Linked DNA regions of Dromaius novaehollandiae: region 2 is linked to region 1. The links are chromatin contacts, called in public Hi-C maps. All regions are on one chromosome and are shown on one strand. The core of a region is the stretch at or near the end of the contact, and the rest is flanking DNA. Distances in the headings are between cores, read along the strand shown. Region 1 has its middle 130 kb from the start of GPR55. Region 2 holds the start of OTOS (otospiralin).

Evidence for each region. Hi-C and Micro-C count contacts between places; a contact is called where the count stands out from the background.
Region 2: a contact with region 1 is called in a Hi-C map of brain, with 1.9 times the contacts expected there. The contact joins the promoter of OTOS here to the enhancer-like site in region 1. A contact is called at or near these places in 2 of 4 Hi-C or Micro-C datasets (brain and ovary).

What each region holds. Positions count from the first base shown.
Region 1 is chr9:25,516,421-25,522,841 of bDroNov1.hap1, reverse strand. No RefSeq gene overlaps it. Among named protein-coding and RNA genes, the nearest start is that of GPR55, 130 kb to the right of the region's middle. Within about 2 kb of position 4,276, at least 1 of the 2 cell types and tissues checked has open chromatin away from gene starts, as enhancers often do.
Region 2 is chr9:25,704,181-25,710,330 of bDroNov1.hap1, reverse strand. OTOS (otospiralin) reads left to right here and starts at 2,411. Exons shown (of 4, transcript XM_026109727.2): 1 at 2,411-2,502.

The DNA of each region.
Region 1 (6,421 bases), core at 3,027-5,526:
ATAGGGTCCACGGTGGAGGTGGCTGTGCCAGGTGAGCATAGGAGGAGGACAGTCCCTGTGCTACAGTGCGTAATTTCATAGCTTTATTCCTTTAGGTTTTTCTAATCCTGAGAGGCACTTCTAGATGGTGATTCAGCCCACAAAAGAGTTTAATTCATGTCTGTTTTTTTTCATTGTCTGTAATTGGGAGCATACATGTCCATCCCCCTAAGTAGGGGGAATGATTTGGGCTGAAGTGCTTACAAAAACAGTGTTCATGTGAAGTGCCAGTGGACATCATGGGCAGAAGGACATGGAAAAGAGACAAGTGCAAAAAGCAGTAAGAACATGTTTAAATAGTGGTTACTGTGTACGCAGCTAATCCCTGGCTGATACTGTTTACATGTTCTGTGCAGAAATACCATAGTCATCGCATTACTATGAAACTAAAATCTGTATTTTCAGTGACGGATGTGGTAATTGTGCGGTGCTGAAGCGGGGAGCGCAGTGCAGTGTGCCTGTGTTTGCCTGGGAGATTTAGCCACAAAGCTCCCATTGAAATCCTTAGCTAAAGCCCAGGTTGAGCCGAGAATCTCAGCCAAGTGGGTGGCTGCTTGGCTGACAGTGTTTTCCCTTGTTTGTTGTGAAACCACTACAATATTTAGTGCTTGGAGGGCTGACAAATACCCTAATGGGACTAAGTTGATGACTCTGGAGAAAAGTTTTTTAAAAAAAAGGAAGACAGAGGAAAAGCTCAGCCAAGCTGAATATACAATGCTGTAAGCATATGAGTTCAGACCAGCTGTCTACATGAGCAAAGCCGCTGCATTTCTCTGCAACAGGCAGCACAGGCAGCCCCTTGGCTGCAGCAGCAACCAAACTGCCTTTAAACATCACTGTCTTAATTTTGTTCATCTAGAAAACATACCTGAGGGATACAAAATCAAGTATACTCAGTTATACTCAGCCCTAGTGAATTAATAGCTTGCAGTTATTTGAATAAATACTAGAGAACCAGACTACAACTTAATAAAGTTGTAATTAAATTGTGTTGCCTGTGCGTTAAAGGTGAATACAACTCCCTCTGAAGTCAGTGCGAGACTTCCTTGTGGTCTCTGCCCATTGGCTTATGCCCTGATTTTCAGAACTGATAGTGGTTTTGCAGTAGATACACCAGATGCTTCAGGGGAAACTCTCAACTCTTTGAAGTGTTGCCGTGCCATATGTTCATCTCGTTTGATGCTCCTAGCCCCAGTCAGCAGATCCATGGGAATGCACATGAACACATCTGTGCATTGCTTGAAAAGAGCTGTGAGGTGCCTAAAACGGCATCAGGCGCACACTCCACCCCGGGCAGGGTGTCAAGGGAACCTGCCAAGCAGCCAGAGGAGGCTCAGAGGCCCTGCAGCCTCTCGACACGAAAACAGCCCACCTCTGCCGATACAGGCTTGTGCAGCAAAGGGTGAGCAAACAGAAGAAAAGGATCCAGCAGAAAGCTTCAACCAGTAAGTCAACAGGGTGATTAAAGAAAGGATGTAAGAGGGTCTTTACATCATATCACATTTCCCATCCAACCTTGGAGAAGTGGCACGAAGGGGAGGCAGGTGAGTGGAAGATGTCAGGAAGCTCTTAAGAAATGTTATGCTGATATGGGAAACTGCTTGGGTTGCTTCTGTTCTCATCTCTGCCCAGACATGTGATCACTTCTACCTTTTTTTCCTGGACCAGGAACTTATGCACCTATTATAAAGATAGACATTTTTGTAAAACAAAAAATCATCTTTCTTGGCATTATAAGAATGTCCTACTCTCTATCAGGCCAGGGTGCTTCTCTACAGGTGTGGGTCACACAGTATTAGCATCCTGACTGTGTTAATTACCTTATACATCCTAACCCCACATGGAGAGCTTGCTGATCCAGACTGCTGGAATTTACTAATATTCTTTATGATGCTGCTACTTGGGTTGCTTTTGACCTTTCCTTAACAGTGTTTTTATGCCAGTTATGAAATGGTTGCCGAGAGCCTAACTCCCGGTACCGTCTAACATGCCACCAAGGGAACATTGCTTGCCTTGGCTTTTTCCTTAGTCTGTGAATGGCACCTGTAGGACTTGAGTGAACCTGGGGAAGGAAAGCAGAACAAGTAAAGGATGGCTGCCCCCCGCCAAAGTCTCTCTGCTAGACCATGGGCCGTACTCGCTCACCTCACCAGTGTCTGCTGCGGGTCTGCAGAGGAGCCCTAGCTCCACACTCACATGCTGACGCTCATCCTGTTGTCCCGAGGTGAGATATTGCTGTTTACACAGGGCCTTTTTACATCACAGGACGGAGAAATAGGCAAAACCAGGAGCACTTACATTCACGTCAGCCTGTAGGCGCGTGGGATGTGGAGAGTCCCGCTGTGAGTGAGGGTCAGGGCCTTCGTAGTCTGCCTGTGCTGAGTATCCTTGGCCTGCACGGAGGTGAGCTGCTGTGCTTGGCTGCTGAGAGAGATCAAATGTACCAAGCCAGAATGCATTTGCTCTCCCTTTCTGGGGATCCATATTTTACAGGCACTCACATTAAAAATAAGGAAGAAGTTCCAGCCTGCAGCAGATGCGGAGCTGTTAGCTCATCCCTATGCTAATCCCGATAGCAAGCGCACAGCGAGCTGCCTAGGGAGCCCGTGATGCTTTTTGTCACTGTACCGTGCTAGTGTGAGAAAGACACAGGGTTATTCCCCTGCAGCCTTTGCTAGATGAAAGTTGCATGTCAAAAATTGGTTGATAAGATGGATTTTGTCCCTGCTGCAGGTAGAATAGGAAGCTAATTGGCTCTATTGTTATTATGCATCTTTCTCACGTCTCCTTTTAACAGTCGGATGGCAATTAAGCTTGCTTTATTCCCACACTGAGCTTTTGATTCTTTCCCTCTCCCCTGGCCCAGCCGAACCCCTCCTTTGGCCGCTCCCTCAGGACTTGCAGTGTGAGGGGTTTGCTGCCGATACTCTGCTGCTCACCAGAGACTTCTCCAGACAGATTACAGCGAGCTCTGGCTTTGGAAATGTAAATAAGTGTATAACTTGTATAAAAATGAGGCAGTGCTGTTGCTTTTATGCTCTGTCTCTCCTCACGTGTCCAGTTTTTCTGACAGCATTTCCAGGCTTCGGTGGTCTGTTTAATCACCATATGAGCAAAACACTCCCAAACGCCTGCTCAGGATCTGCCAACACAAACCGCAGCCTGTTTCGTAGGGTCACTGCAGCCTCTCAGAAAATGCCCACCATGTCAGGGGGTGGCACTCACTTTTCCACCTCTGGCAGCTAATCTGGAACTTTGTTCCTCCAACACACAATGTTACCAGCAAATATTTTGGAAATCAGGAGAAGAATTTGAATCATCTCCACTTCCCTCTCACGCTGCATCCTCCACCTCCCCAGTACTTCTCCAGCATGTCCTGTGACTGGACTGGACTTCCTGGTCTCTCCTCTGAGGTAAGGCCCTGCTGGGGAAGACCTTGTGCCTCCAGCTGAGGAAGATGGTTATTCCTGAAAAGTCATTTGTTGTTACCTCTGTAAGCTCAGATACACTCTTTAATAATATTCCAGGTTGCTCCCTCTTTGCCTAAGCCCTCAGCAGCACCACTGAGTAAAATCTAAATGATTTTGATCTGGTGTGACATTGGTGGCAGCTGGTTTTGTGAACTTTACGATTTTATAAATACCATTACAAATAAAGCGACTAATATTTTCTGCCTTCTCATATTGTCCTACATTCTAAAAATATATAATGGCAACACTTTACTAAGGATAAGTGTATTTTTATGGAGGGATAATGAGCATGGTTTCTTGCAGAGCTGGACCCTCAGAGTATTTAATTAAGCATGGGCAGCTAAAGAACCTGTCTGGATCTGTAAGCTGCCTGATGAAAGGGACTGTGAATGTGCACGTACAAAGGGGTAGCTAGGAGCCCTGAGGCTTGCTCCTACAGAGTGCTGGCAAGACTTCTGCCTGAAGCATTTCGTTTGTAAACGGTCTAGACAGTGGACTTGATTCTCTTCTGGCCCAGGAAAGTGCAGACCAGCAATTACCCACACAAGTCAGCAGTGGGTATATGTGAGATGAGACTGGGGCCTAATAACTCTTGAATACAGCACAGATGGCCAGCAGCAGGTATTGTAGAAACACAGTCTGGAGCAATTTTCCCTGCAGTTATATTCCTTGTAAAGCACAGTAAATACCATGGCCCCGATAGTGAGCTGTTGTAAATCAGAAAAGCTCTTTGAAATTGCATGGAGCTATGCCAGCTTGCACTACAGGAAAACCTGGCATACCTTCAAGATCCTATTTATGTCCAAGTTACTCAGGCAGAACTCCTAACGATCCCTGTAAACCAGTGGCTTGCATCGTAAGAATACTGAAAAAAGGTCATAAATCTTTTTGAAATGATCTAGCACTCCATAAAGTCTGTTATGAAATCTGCATGCAACATCTGCTTCCACTGTAGACCCTTGGAAGCCACCTCCGCAGGAGCAGTTCGATGTACGTCCATGAGTAAGTATCTGCAAGCCTGAGTGATAAAGCAGTCGAGTTTGTTTTGAGGCATCACTCAATCCTGAGGCCATAAGTAAGTCCTCAACTTTCTTTTCTTATTTTTCCTAGAGAAGACCTCATGAAAGAAGTATGGTTTCCATGACCTTTTCTCAAATACCTTTGATCTGCAGTATATTAATATTTTTTTACCTGTCAGTTTTGAACTGAGTGAAACAAAGCGCACTGGGCCTAGGCAAGCTGTGCGCTGTGGTGGGTGGGTGCCTCCCCCTGCTCCCGGGCCAGTGGCTCTGGGCTGGCACACAGACAGCTCTTCCACCCTGGCCTTCACCACCACCTGCCGCTGGCCACGCAGGGGCAGAGGGCCCGACTGCCCCGGGGAGGTTCTATTGCAAGAGCAACAACAGCATGTGTTATGGGAACAGGAGATTCTGGAGACCATTTTAGAGAGCTAGCCCTGTTACTGTGAGGGGACAAACCAGATGGGATATGCTGTGGGATAACCAGGTAATGGATGTGATGTGCACGTATCAGCAGACAAGGGGAAAGTTGAGCTTACAGAAGACCAATGGCTAGAGAAGCAGACCAGAGAAACCACTTTTTCATAAATGACTGATGAGGTCTGGGTGGGTTTTTTTCCTCTATTAGTCATGTTTCTGTTTGTCAGTTTTGTGAGTTCTCATTCCATGGTGAGTCCAGGAAAGACGAGAGAACAAATTCAACATTTTCCTGCCACTTTTGTAAACTGGAAGAGTGCTCCTATTTAAATGTGATCAACCTAGATAAATTGACACTTGAATAAAGGAGAACAGATTTTGATTTAAAAGGCTTCATCTACTGTTACCACACTGTCACTATGTTCCACTCACCTAATAAAATTTACAGTTGATTGTGACATTTAGCAATTCACAGAAGGCAGTATGTCTTGCAACACTAATTTTCCCCTACTTTCGCTTGAACAGAAATGATCGGTCATTCTTGATGGGATGGACAGACCACTGGCTTTTGATTTGGAGAAGATCTTTTGGCCCATGTGAAATGGCAATAGAGCCCAGATGGAGGCATCTGGACAGAGACACAGCTCTGGTGTGAAAGCTTGGTCCGGTGTAGACAGTGCTGTCAGAAAGGCATGAAGGAAAACAAGTTCCTTGCTGTGGTCAGCGTTGCCTATTATCTGAAGGTGCAATAAGCAGACCTAGGAAGCCAAATGTACCTTTTTATTTCATTATCTTAGATGGTTTCTGAATTTAAAAGCACGGAGTCATAGATTTTTGGAGAGACCAGCTGACCTCCTTTCCCCTTAGGAGGTGATCCGAGGATAAATGACTGCAGAGGCTGATGATGTAGTTGTGAAGAGCGCGTAGGTTCCATAATACCCACTTTCATAGAGTAGGTAGTTGCTAGTAAAGTAACACTCACTATAGTACTGTTTTGTCAGAGCAGGGAAAACTGAACTGCAAGGTGCTAGTGTGAGAAATCGGTCTGCTAAGAATGAAGGTAGCCCTTGGCCTGAGGCGCAATTTCTATGGCTTAATGAGAGCTTCCTTGAGGCTGCTAACCAGTGGACAATGATAGGGTGGCCAGTTTAACAGTAGCTCATGGTCTCTCCTAATAATAAAAACCCTTTTGCTGGGAGAGGAAATACTGATGTTTATCAAAGAAAATAAATTGCTGATCCTACCATTGAGAAATGTTGCAAGGTCAACCTAGATTTTATTTTTAAGGAAGTTTTTCTAACTCTCCTAACATGTGAGTCTTTGTACCATGTTTAAAAGCTTATCACTGCAACTGTAAGACCTGGAAACATATTACCTGCATTCATCATCAAAATATTTTCATATGATAATTGACTTAGAGCCTAAGATTTTTTAAAATTCCTATGCATTCGAAGCTTTGCAATAAAAGTAAGAGGA
Region 2 (6,150 bases), core at 1,162-3,661, 190 kb before region 1:
ACAAAATCTTAGTTCACTCTTACAGATTCAAAACGGTTAAGTATGGTCAAGGATTTCACATTATCCTTGGTTTACTTCCATTGTAACAAACATCATTATTTCCCATTAATCTTGTGTTAAGGACAAAGAGAAGAAGAAGGGCAATGGGAAGGAGGGGGAGCGCATTTACATCATTTGTAATTTAAAGCTTTAAATGAGGCTTTTATTTTATTTAAAGCCCGTATTCACTTAGCCTTTAGCAAAAATTTTCAAATAACAGAATTTCCCACGGAATGGCATTTCCACGTTTTGAGCAGCTCTAATAGCAATAGTTACCTCAAAGGGGTATTGTGAGCCTGAATTAATTAGGACTCCATCCTGACACGCACTGGGCCCTCTGGCCCCGGTCCAGCAGAGCACTTAAACTACATGTTTATCCTTACGCATGTGAGCAGTCCTGTTGATTTCAGTGGATCCCTATGCATGTGTTTAAAGTTAAGCATGTGTATAAGTGCTTTGCTGGAGCAAGGTCAAAGTACTCAGCACCTTGCAGCCTGAGCCCCTCATATACCTATAGAGCATCTCGAGGTCTTCAGAAGAAAGGCAGTGCTGTACGAAAGAGCCATGTGTTTATATACAGATCCACCTCCTTAAAAGGTAACCGTGAGAGACTCGGTAGATTTGGTAGTACTTTCGAGGCCAGGAGAAAAGTGCTTGTTTTTTTTTATAAGCAGTATTTAAAATATTAGCTGCTTCAGAGCTGATACAAAAAATACCAGCTGCATTCACTCCAGACAGGAAGAAAAAACATGCAAACAAGCTCACATGCACGCACACACGCCCCGAGTGGAAGATAGTTTGTGTAGAAGGATTTATAGTCTGTATTTCTGGATCCTCCTGTTTCATGCAGATGAAAATGGGCATTTTATCATCAGCGTGATGATAAAAGCACCGGGAAGTATGTGAGAACAAGACAGAGCAAGCGAGAGAGGTGGGCCTGACTAAAAGCAAAGAGAAAAAACCCCGGTGCGAGGGTGGTCCCACATTAATGAGATAATGGCAAAGTTGCAGGAATGGGAGTCGTTTGTTAAGAACTATTGCTGGTTATAATTGAGCGGAGGGGTGGGGAAGGGAGGTGTGCGTGGTGGGAATAGTAAATCATGTTTACAATGTTTTGATGAGGCCTGGAGCTGATTACGTGTGTCAGGCGCCGGCTGCCACAGCGGTTTCAAAGGGATTAGAAACGGTGCTGGCTGAGGCTCTGAGGAGGCGCTGGGGCTTTTTGTGCTATCTCCCATACGTGCTGCTCGGATAATGAGGGAAGGGAGGACACTGGGGACCGGAGAGCAAAATGTAGATCTTTGCCTCTAGGCTAAGCAAAAGGTAATAAGCAGACTAGTGGGGACATTTTATAGAAAGGGTGAGGGATTTTCTGGCAACTTGTTCAGTGGGAGTAAGAAGCTAGCATAGCAGTTAGGCTTCACAGCTAAGGGGAAGAAAAGAGTCTTGTGGCTTAAATGTAAGGCTTGAAATACCTGCTCATGGCCAGATTTTCCCCTGGCTGGAAGTGGTGAAAGTAGAAGAGACAACTGAGGATGTACAAACTTTGCAAAGCATGCTGTTTACAGAGGAGTACCTGCCTTGGGCTAGAAATCAGAAAAAGGTCTAAATAACAAGGTTCTTAACAGATGTCCCCATTTATTAAGAAACACTGTCAGGACTGCGTTCCCTCTCCCTGTTTCTTTGCCCCGTATACCCACCTCTGCTGAGCATGGGCAGCTTTCAAAAGCAAGTAAGCAATGCTCGTGTGCTCTCCTCTAGAAATACAGACACCTTCCAACACTCTCCTCCCTGCCAAAACACGGTTCCCACTGTCTGGTCCCCTCCTAGGATGGTCTCGGCATGAGAGGGCCCAGTCGCTGAATCCCTAGAAAGTGCGTTTTGTCTTTGTTCCCGTCCCGAGCTCCCATCAACACTAGAAGAGCTAGAAGTCAGCGGGGGGACAGCGGAGGGTTACAGTTCAGCATGTTTTAAAGATGTTAAAAACAGACTCGAGCATGATTTTAGATTAAACGTGTCCATAAAGTGTTCCATGACTTGCCAAGATCACACAGGAAGGCTTTAGCAATACCAGGAACCGAACCCACATTTACTAAGTGATGACTGAGGGCCTTGCCAGCGAGACCACCCTTTCTCTCCTAACGTGATCACAAACTCTTTCAGAAAAACAGCAGTAGTTTGTTTCTTTCCCCTCTGAAAGAGAGAGTGTTGTCAGGGCCCTGAGGGCAGTAAGAGCCCTAACAGCCCTGACCAGCCTCACCTGGGGCCCCCACACCCCTGTCAATGGGCGCAGGAGCCTATTTAAGCTCAGCCCAGGCACCTCCTTTCTTGCCTGAGCTGTGCTGGAGGGGTGCTTGGCTCTAGAGCAGCTAAAGCTGTGCTCCTGTCTGGCCATGGATCCCAACCTGTGCCTGTGTTTCCTGGACCCCCGGTGTGCTGGAGCCCTCCCCAAGGCAGGCTGGGGTCAGTCACTGGCTAGTGCCTTCTTACAAGGGCTGCGAGAGCAAAGCTGGGGTGAGCAGGGGGCCTGAGGGGAGGCCTGGGAAAGCGTAGGTGGGGGGTTGTGGCCTCCTTATCACTGTAAAGGCAAGTGGGTGTCTCTGCAGAAGGAGCTTCTGGCTTGTGCTTGGGTAGAGGGTATGGGCTAGGAGGAAATTGTGATACCCTCCTTCAGTCCCAGGAACAGTCTATCTAGATGTTTGGGAAAACTAGCATATGTCTCAGGAGAGTGGCTTGGCTAGGCAGAGATCTCATGACTGAGCTCTGAAGCAAACAGGCAGGGTATAGATGGCCCTTCTCTGCCTGGTCCTCAGTGATGAGGTCTCCTAGGCCTTTGCTATATAGGCAGGGCTCAAGGAGGAGAGGTGCTATAGGCACTGGGAGAGGAGGCAGGTGTTGATCCCTGTCCAGGCTGGGGGAGGGAAAGCCACTGAGGGACCTGAAATTATGATGCTGGAGCACCTGCTCCAAGCCTGCAGGTGCCTCAACTCCAGGGATGACTCTCAGCTTGGCTCTTATCTTCTCCCTAGTGCTCTAACTCTGGCTTTTTTCATATCCCCAGAGGCACCTTTCTCTCAGTAGCCACCTCAGTACTGAGAAGATGTTGTGGACAGTGTTCTTGGTGTCTTGTTCCTGGTTCAGTTGGGCTGTGAGCACATGGTGCAGTGATGCCTGCTCTTCCACTGTGTGCGTGGCCCTGCTCTTATGCAATGCCGTTGTGTCGGGACCCAGGGAGCTGCGGTGCAGCTTTCCCCCATGCAGGGCAACCCATGGCTGCCTCCCTGGGCACACGCCCTGGATGATGTTCTACAGGCTGTGTGCCTGCCAGCAAACCGCTGAAGCTGTGATGCTCTCCTGGTGCAATTTCTGCTCCCTGTGCCAAAGAGGGAGGTGGAAGCATGAGTATTTAGCTGAATATCCCCGAGGGAGAGGACTCTCACCCCCAACTCTGGGACCAGAGTCAAAGAGTGGGAGGGAAAGGAGGAAATCTTTGTTTTATGTGAGACAAAACCTGAGGGATGGAGGGTGTCCCTCATTGCTTAGGATGTTTCAGATACTTTAGTATCTCTGCACTGTTCCAGCATTCAGAATACCTTGTAGGTATTTTAATATGTGTGTGTGTGGGGGGGCCCTAAAAACTGTTGCAGTCAACAGGTGGGTTGGATTTTGCTAGACTTATTCACTCTAACTAGTCCTTTATTTGGTTGCCTTGCCTGAGATAGCTTTGAGAGAGAGTCTCTCTAGAAAAGGATCTTTACCCTTGTTTTATGGGAATAGGAATTTTTGCCTGCTGAAGCAATAGAAATTAATTTGCATTGATGTAAAGCTGGTGACAACAGACAATCATAAACCTGTTGAAAAGGTGGATTTATGCAATTTCTTTACCTTCAGTGCATCCTTTCTTGGTGTACTAACTGAGCCAGTTAATGGTGAAAGTGCCAGTAAGCTGGTACTCATTCACCAGTGAGCTGTGCTGGAGAGCAGAGCTGGGGACTGTTCTTTCTATTGCATGGCTTGAACTATAAATGGGGTATTGATCCAAATACTTCTCTCCTTAAGGGTTTTCAGCAGTGGATGAGAAGTGATGGTAGCAATAGCAGGAACTTGGAAGCTGTACCACCTCTTCTCCAGGATGAGAAGGAAAAATCAGGAATAAATATTTGGACTTTTCTGAGAAAATGTTAATGCTATAAAACAGTGTCTTGAGATAACATCCCTTTCTTTTCTGAGATGGTTCTGATCTAAGGCAGGCTAAGTGTTGTCCTGACTGTAGTCAAATCAGGTGACTACCTATAAATGTGTGTGAAATACAAGAAAGTTTGAATGCCTGAAAGCTTAACTAAATCCTGTCCTTACAGTGGTACGGTTAGGAAGACAGGGCCCTCCTGATGTCTGCTGCAGACAGCAGAGGGAGCTGGTCACCTGCCTATGGCAGTGGCCAAGGCCGGAGCTGCTGTGGGAGGCTGAGGGGCTCTGGGCTTTTGCCTGCTTGGGAGCTGCAGGTTGCCTACAGTGTATTGCCACCCAAAAACAAGAGTAGGGAGGGCTTCCCAGGCTTCATCTGTGTAACCAAAGAGCTCAATGGCAGAAAACAGATTGCCAGCAGACTTCCTACTTCATGCAGATTGCATTGGTCTGTCAATGAAGAGCTTCAGCATACCATGGCTCCATTAAAGGTGCCTTGCAGATGCATGTGTCTTAACGTCAATATATAGTGACAAAAATTGTCATTATAGTTAACATTGCGTTATGTTTCAGTCCAGGTTGTCAGTCAATTTCAGCTGAGAAATAATAGGAAAATAACTTGTAGGATGTGGATTACAGGACATAACCATTAACTGAACTCTGTAGCAAGTCATGCTGTAGCTAAGAACTGCTTCACCTAGTGCTTAAGTAATTGTAAACATCAAGTTATCTCAGAGCACCAAGGCTGGCAGGCCAACATAAAAGCTAAGATTTCTTTCTGGATCTCAGATGAATAACTTGGATCCAAGAAGGCTTAAACACCTGATCAAAATAAGCCTTTGAAGTAGGCTATCTACAAGACTAAGCTCTGCTTCTATTTAAGGCATGAACTACTTGGGTCACTGAAATGTTCATGCTCTTACAGAAGTGCAGGGTTAGCTCTTTTTCTCCAGCTGAAACATTAGCACTGACCACTCTTACCCAGATAAAACTGGGGGAGGAAGATGACTCTTTCCATCTTGGGGTGGTACTTGATATTCCTCCCCTTCAGTCTGCTTTGGCAGAGCAAACCTTCAGTTAGAAAAACAACGGATCTCTCCTGAGAAGCCCCAACTCTCCTTAGTTGCTTTGCTAACCTTGAAGTCACATAGACAGTGTTGAAGATGAGCTTTTCCAAATCCTTGCTGCTCTGAGCTGGGGAGCTGTATGCCAACTTCTCCATGGGACTGGCACTGGCTGTGGCAGGGGTTGGGAGTGTGTAAGGTGGCCACTCCTGCTCACAGTTTCTGATTATACAGATGGAGGCTCTTCCTCTGTCCTCTAAGTTTCTTGCTCAAAACCTAGTGGAATATGAGTTTTCAGCTGTAATGCCACTTGCAGGTGGGTTATATCACAGCTCTCCCCATTGTAGAACAGGGAGGAAGGCTGCGGTGACCACAGCATGGTGTCTGGTACCCACAGCACTGGTTGGCCCTGGAGAGGCAGTGCCACAGGCAGGCCAAACCGGTGCTTGCAATTCTCAGTATGCTTTCCTTCCTCCTGGCTGGGCAGAGTGACTGTTCAAAGCTGTGATAACAACCTGACTCTCTACAATAGCTTTGACTGAAGATGTCCTTCCCTCTTCTTGCAGGACAAAGAAGAACATACAGGCTCCTGGAGTAGTGTGAGGGGCACTGTCCTCTCCAGTGGAAGTGCTTCCTATGTTGCCATGTAGTTCTTCCACAACATACTAATGCACTTGTACAGTTTGAAAAGGCTTAAATGTGCTTCTAGAAATAAATGCTGGAATGTGACATGTCTGTGCAGCTCCTTGCTGGTAGAGTGCTTGCAATGCTGAGCAGCATCTCCTGGTGGTGAGCTGGGTCTGAAAACTATATCCAGATTAATGTATTTAACTTGATAAAAGCTGCATCCCTGTAGAAGCCT